Regions from separate parts of the Triticum aestivum genome. Here region 2 is linked to region 1. A link is a contact called in public Hi-C data. All regions are on one chromosome and are shown on one strand. The core of a region is the stretch at or near the end of the contact, and the rest is flanking DNA. Distances in the headings are between cores, read along the strand shown.

The links. A called contact is a pair of places that touch in the nucleus more often than the background predicts.
Region 2: a contact with region 1 is called in a Hi-C map of leaf, with 2.4 times the contacts expected there. The contact joins the promoter of LOC123154003 here to the promoter of LOC123154001 in region 1. A contact is called at or near these places in 2 of 5 Hi-C or Micro-C datasets (both in leaf) and 1 of 1 datasets of contacts at active chromatin or transcription factors (leaf).

What each region holds. Positions count from the first base shown.
Region 1 is chr7A:630,592,975-630,596,680 of IWGSC CS RefSeq v2.1, reverse strand. It overlaps LOC123154001, which reads right to left and starts at 1,585. Exons shown (of 2, transcript XM_044572825.1): 1 at 1-1,585. The coding sequence starts at 854.
Region 2 is chr7A:630,866,802-630,870,507 of IWGSC CS RefSeq v2.1, reverse strand. It overlaps LOC123154003 (probable receptor-like serine/threonine-protein kinase At5g57670), which reads left to right and starts at 1,775. Exons shown (of 5, transcript XM_044572827.1): 1 at 1,775-2,407; 2 at 2,515-2,678; 3 at 2,763-2,978; 4 at 3,100-3,261; 5 at 3,355-3,706. The coding sequence starts at 1,939. The coding sequence ends at 3,528.

The DNA of each region.
Region 1 (3,706 bases), core at 336-2,835:
CAGTCGAATAAATCTTCATGATCATCATGAGTATAATATACATGGTTTGACATCAAGCCTGGATGATCTTTCACGCTAAAGCAAGATGTCGTGCGTTTCCCAGTAAACAACGCACAGTCACCTATCCCTGCCATCTTAACACGCTTTTGCTCGACAAAATCAACCTTGTACACTTCGAAAGCGGTTGCATACGTCTCACCAACCGGTTGTTCAGGATCCCAGTCCCTCTCCTTGTAGATTTGGAGAAAATCTCCCCATGGTGCCTGAAGAATGTAGTACCTCTGGGCCACGTCAACCATATCTGGTAAAATCCTTCTGTGGATGACGGATGGTCCATCCAGATTGTACATATCGATCGCGCCTTCTTCAGTCACTGCATAGAAACAGCCATCATGGTATATGCAATCTGCGTAGAAACTATGCATTTGGAGCCAGTTCCACCGAGCATCTCCCACTTTGGCGAACGAGAGCTGCCAGTACGGCTGATGGATGAGCATGACAATGCATTCACCTGTTGATGGATCAGACGATAAAATCGCCTTTATGTAGACAACTTCACCGCACCTATCCAAAGAACATCCATATGGTGTACTGTACACCCTCGGAAGCTTTCCGTGGTAGAAAGACACCTCGTACTTTTCAAGAACCCCATCGCCGTTTAGGACAGGTTTGACATGCTCCATGGTTGTCACGGGAGGGAGTGCAATCTTGTCACCGGTGATAGGGTTGAGCAGCATCAGGTCAGATTTTTCATCCATGGTGACTAGCCATCCGTGTGATGAGCCAATCCAGTTGCTGATGGGAGGTTCAGGGAGAGGCATGGAGTAGGCCTTCCGTTCGGAGAGACTGTACATGCCAAGAGCCTTCACACCGGCGGCCTCGGTACAATAGAGTAAGCAGGGGGTCTGCCGACTGGGGCAGACACCGCTGCCGCGGACCGTGGAGCTTTTGCCAGAATGTGCAGACGGCGGCGGATCGGAGGAGGTCCGGGCACTCGAGCAACTGGAATATGCTGATCAGTATGTCCGCTGGTAGCCCAGACCAATCTGGAGCTGGACCTCCCATTGGGGACGGACAGAGACAAATACCACAGCTTTAGAGCAAGTCGACTAGAACCACACGGGCGGCCGGAGCTGCGAATCAAAGAGACCAAGACTGCGGCAGCTCCGGCGGCTACTCCGGCCGCGTTCTGATGCAGATCCTTCCCACCCCAATCCAATCCGGGAGAGAACCGGATATGCCTGCCCTGCCCGGTCGAATCTGATTTGGGAACGAAACAGTGAAAACCAAGGAATCCGCCGCCACTTTTCCGTCCGTCCCGTGGGCTGCCCTCGCGACTCACGGGACGATTACCCGCCGCCTTACCTTCAGCTCCCTCACCCACGTCGGCCTATGTCGCCGCCGCCGCCGGCGGCATGCCCGCGGTGGCGGCAGGGCCCCTCTTCCACCTCCCTCTCCTCCTTTTGATGCTCTCTCCCTGGCGACCTCCGCCCTTCTCGCTGCGGCGCGGCGGTCTTGGCGGGTGCGTCGGGGTGACGCGCTCGTGGAGGTCCCGCCCGGCGGCGTGTGCGTCTCGGCAGGGAGCAAGCGTGCCGTGCCGCGGTGGGTTGGCTGTGCGGCCGATTCAGGCCTGGGCTGGGCCGCGCGGTAGATTTTTCTGTTTTTTTAATTGTTTTAGTTTTCTACTATTTCTGAATCTTTGAAAGACAAAAGATCCCAGGAGGCCGAAACGGCCCACAAGGCCTAAAAGCAACACAAGCCGGCCTGCAGCCGTGTCGGGCATGGAGCTTGGGAGCTCCTCCTATTTGACGCTCTCTGCGTCAGTCGAGCGATCTAGGCTCGCTAACAGTAGATCACGCTGGAATAAAAAAAGAAGAGATGCCAGGTTTCGAACACTAGACCCACCGCTCCCGAACATACGATTCGAACCAGTTGAGATAGCTCGCTTTCTTGATCACAAGCATTGCAAAACCTTAAGAAAACTAAAACGCCGATCCGAACGTTTTTAAAAAATTTAAACACAATTTTTTTTCAAAAAAAAACGTGAATGTTTTATCAAAAGCGAACATTATTAGCTTTTTTTTTACAAATTTTATGAAAGCTCAAACATTTTTCAACACACAAACGAATTTTGGAGACGTGAACATATTTTTTAGAACGGAAACATTTTCTAAACTACCCAAAAAACTGAACAGGAACAACTTTTCAAATTCCAAAACAAAATTTGGAAACACGAAAAACTTTTGCACGCGAATTTTTATGAAACTCCAGAACAAAATTTGAAAAAACGAACATTTTTCGAAACTCCAAAAAAACTTGTAAATATGAACATATTTTGAAATTTGTGAACAAATTTTGGAACGAGAACATTTTTTCAAACTCCCAAACAAATTTAAGGAATTGCCGAACATTTTTTCAATTTGTGAACAAAATTTGAAAAAATGAAAATTTTATAAATTTGTGAACAAATTTGGAAAGCTGGAACACTTTTTAAAATTCCTAAACATTTTTCGAATGCAAACAAAATTTGAAAAAACGAACAAGTTTGAATTTGTGAACAAAAATAAAAAATTGAATTTGCAAACAATTTCTTAAATGACGAACATATTTTAAAGGTTGAGAACAAAATTTGGAAACACGAACAATTTTTAAGTTTCCGAACAAATTTTGAAACATGAAATCTTGAAAAAGAGAAAAAACTAAAAAAAGGAAACGAAAAAAAACTAGAAAAGGAAAAAAGGAAAGAAGAAAAAAGAAAAAAAGAAAAATATAAACATAAAAAAATGAAATCCGGTTTAGGGAACCTTCCAGAAGGTCCCCCAAACCGGTAAAACCCGGCTGGGAGACTCTAGAAGGTTCCCAAAACCGAAACTGCCGCCTACAGTGGGAGATGGGCCGGCCCAGTTGATCACTCCCCTTTGCGTTTGCTCGACTGCTTGACGCGGAGAGCGTCAAATAGGATTTTCCGTAAAGGGTTGTGCATAGGCATATGACCGACTCGCCATCATGTGGATTATGCGGAGCACAAGATATTCATGGAGGCGCCTCCAGTCAATTTCACTATGCCAAGATGCACCTGGACATTCGTTGATGATGAATTGGCACAATATCTAGCATCAATCATCGAACCAAACGCCAAACAGTGCCTTTTCGCACTCATGGAATCATTATCACATGACCTGCTTGTGAAGCTCTCGGTTACCTTGTGGGCAATATGGGCAGCACGACGAAAAGCTATTCACGAAGGCATATTCCAAAGTCCAAAGTTGATTCATTCTTTCATTAATCCGTTCATCGAGGAGTTGGACATGATAACGGAGGTCAACCAACTACTCATTAGGCGGTTGGAACAGGCATGTTGCTGGTTCCCGCCCTACCTTCACAAGCGTCTAGCATTGTAGATGCCCTGAGAGTACATATATCTAGGCACTGGTAATAGTTGGAGTTCAAGACCCAGCCACACTCAAGGCCATTGCGGTCAGGGGAGGCCTTAGCATTGGCCACAGATTTGCACCTACAAAATTTCCTTGTCGCTTCTAATTGCAAGCAAGTTGTTGGAATGGAGCCACCATTAATGATATAAAACTTCAAGCAACACCTTTTAATTGTTCTTTTACTTTTGAGAGTCGTAGTGTTAATGTAGAAGCTCATAGTTCAGCAGATTTTCTCTTAATCTCGGTTCGGGACGCCACGTCTGGTTTGGCCG
Region 2 (3,706 bases), core at 526-3,025, 270 kb before region 1:
ATTTGTGTACTATAGTAGTAGAGAAACGCACACCCACCATTCATCAACCCCCGCTGCGGTCAGTCCGCTGCCATCCAGCAGGCCCACTTGCCAGGCAAAAAGAGTATGCACGTACCAGTCAGCTGAGTGAAACTCATTGCCGGCAAATCCATGCACCAGCACGAGGACCCACACGCCAGTGGCCGTGAAGCCCTGAGCCTTGGCCTGGCTAGCCACGCATAAATATGAAGGAAATTTTGACTTTGGAGTTAAGCACTACAGCAGGTTGGATTGCAAGAGGTCGTCCCTCTCACTGACTCAACCCTGATCACTTGGTGCCATATGGCATTAAGCGTGATGCATGAGGACATGAGAAAAAAAAAAGAATTCCATGGTCTCGTGGAGCATATGAAGAGAAAGGAACGAAAGGCTTTTCGACGATATGGTCAACCGAATGTACCTTATATTTTGATCAGATATAAGCTGATGCTAACTTATGGGCGATGGCTAGCTTGGGTTGTTTGACCCATGTAACCCCTCTTTCTATAATTGGAGTTATTATCAGCCGCTGTAGTTTTTTTTTTTACTTTTGGCTTGACCGCTTGAGTGAGCTGTCGCACGTTTCAGTAGCCTATATGTTGTATTAGCCTCTTTATAGTTGTTGTTGGTCCCTCTTTTCAAGTTTTTTCCAAAGAGTTTTGTGGTTCCGCAAGGTCGTTCTAAACTGTATTGTAAATGTTCTGAACCGGATTACATTGTATATTTTTTTTTCCTTTTTCAGGCAAGGGGTACATGTCCACCACTTACCTTGGTCTTGTAACTGTTTGCATCTTGTTTCATTTTCTCCGCCTTAATATATGGGCAGCAAAACCTGCCAGTTCCTCAATATTTGCACTATAGTTTTTTCCGCTTAGTAATACGGCATGTGCACTTTTCTCCTACATGATTCAAAAAATATACCACACACACAAAAAAAAATTCAAGTCTTTCAAGCGAACGGTTGACGCTGGCCCATTTAAACCATGGGCCCAGGCACCGTCAGTCCTGCCTCGAGCAAGATGGGCCGGCCCAGGCACGCATGCGGCTCAGGGCAACGAAGTCCAGCCACACACCAAAAAATTGCCTAAAAAAACTGCCTTAGAAGTTAAAACTCGAAAAAAAGACATGCAGACGCGCGCCAACCTTTTCTTGGTTGCGACGGCGCAGCAGCACGTACGGGCGATCGACAAGGACGCACTTTGACAAAGGGATGCAGCTAGCACAAGCGCTCAACATCAACCGCGTCGTTTTCCACTCCATCTTTTGGCCGAGGCTGGATGCCCATTTGTCGCCGGCCTCAACGCGGACGTCGCGGCGGTAAGACGAGCTGGCGGCTCGTACCGTGCGTGCGTTTGCGCACTGGAGCCGGTGGCGAAACGGCAGCTACCGCGGCGGCAGTCACAGAGAGAGGAAGCAGAAAGCAGAGTCCCTTCCCTTCCCCTGCTGCGGACGCAACGCTTCCTTCCCTTCTCCCTAAGCAACTGCCTGCCTTGCCCTCCCGTTCCGTTTCACCCGCCCGCCTAGGCCTGGGTAGACTCGTTCCACAGCCACGCTCAGGTGTCACTGCTGCTGCCGCCGCTGCTGGTGGTGTGGCTGGGCTGCCTGCAACGGCGCGGTGCATGGAGGGTCGCGTCCACCGGTCCACGTACGGTACGGGCGCGGGCCGGAGCGGGACCCAAACGCCCCACGGCCCCGCCCGGTCGCGATCTTGTGCCCACGACGCGCGCGGCGTTACGTAGCACTCTGACGCATCAATGCCCGATCCCTAGCCACTTCCTACACCACTTCGCCTCCCTCCACTTCCTTCCGATCCCTCTTCACCCGAGACCAGAGCTCGCCCTCGTCGATCGCCCGCGCGCCGCTCAGCCAAGAAGCCGCACGACGGCGTTGGCGCATTGCCCCGGAGAGGCCCGCCGACCGATGAAGCCGCTGTACCTGCGTGGCAGCGGCAGCTTCAAGAGGCTGCTGCTCTCCCTCTCGCCGCACCGCGCGAAGCGCGTCCACGCGCCCCCCGACGTAGAGCACGCCAGCGCGCAGACGGAGGCAGCGTCGCCGCCGCCGCCGGAGCGGAGGCCCGAGTGGGAGTGCTTCTCGTACGAGGAGGTCCGGCGCGCCACGGGCGGCTTCCGCGCGGCCAACCTGGTGGGCCGGGGCGGGTCGTCGGAGGTGTACCGCGGCGAGCTGGCGGACGGGCGGGCCGTGGCGGTGAAGCGGCTCCTGGGCGCGTCCGCCTGCGAGCGCCGGGAGCGGGACTTCCTGGCGGAGCTCGGCACCGTCGGCCACGCCCGGCACCCCAACGTGTGCCCGCTCCTGGGATGCTGCGTCGACCGCGACCTCTACCTCGTCTTCGCCTTCTCCGCCCGCGGCTCCGTCTCCGCCAACCTCCACGGTACGTCACGCCCGTAACGGACGCCGCACGCACCACGGCCATTAATGCCAACAATGTTTCTTGAATGAACCGTGGGTCGATTGATTGATGAATGAATGCATGCTCAGGCGGCGAGGAGGGGGCGCCGGCGATGGGGTGGGAGGCGCGGTACGGCGTGGCGGTGGGCACGGCGAGGGGGCTGGAGTACCTGCACAAGGGCTGCCGGCGGCGGATCATCCACCGGGACATCAAGGCCTCCAACGTGCTGCTCACCGACGACTTCCAGCCCCAGGTCAGTCACTCAGCCGCGGCATCTCCATCGTCGATCGATCGATCCTCCGCTCTGCTCCGGCAGCCCTGACGCATGTAACAACAGATCTCCGACTTCGGGCTGGCCAAGTGGCTGCCGACGGAGTGGACGCACCGGGCGATCGCGCCGATCGAGGGCACCTTCGGGTGCCTGGCGCCCGAGTACTACACGCGCGGCATCGTGGACGAGAAGACGGACGTGTTCGCCTTCGGCGTCTTCCTGCTGGAGCTCATGGCCGGCCGCAAGCCGGTGGACGGCACCCACAGGAGCCTCCTCGGCTGGGTGGGCACCCAACCGACCGACCAAACATTTTTGGCCCTAGGCCGTTGTACCAGCCTCCGTTCCACGGCAGCGCACGTTCGTTAATTAATTAATTAATCTTGTCCAAACAATGCGAGTGCAGGCGAGGCCCCTGCTGAGCGAGGGCAAGACGGAGGCGCTGCTGGACCCGAGGATCCTCGCCGGCGGCAATGGCGGCTACGACGCCGAGCAGGCCCGGCGGCTGGTGTTCGTGGCGTCGCTGTGCGTCCGCGCGTCGGCGACGTGGAGGCCGTCCATGACAGAGGTAAGCTTAATTTGCGGGTAAAAGCAACGTTGACAAGTTGAAAATGTATGCGACGAACAATCTGATCGTGGTGGCATGCATTGCAACGAACAGGTCCTGGACCTGCTGGAGGGCGCGGAGATCACGGAGGAGCGGTGGGCGATGCCGGAGCCGGCGGCCGGGGACGACGAGGGGGAGGAAATGTGGGGCTTCGACGACCTCGACGACGACGAGGAGGAATCCGGCACGCCGTCCCCTTTGTCAACGTCCTCGGCCTCGAGCGCTTAGCACGGGCTAAGATTGCGTGAGGCGACCGTGATGCTTGCTGAGAATTTTGCTCCTTCCCACCTGCCCCGTTCGTTGTCGAGGTTGTGAATACAAAGGTTATCTGTGAGAGGCAAGTAAAAACCACCCCCGTATGCTGACCACGACACGGACGGGAAAGATGGTGGTGCTCGCGTGCAAT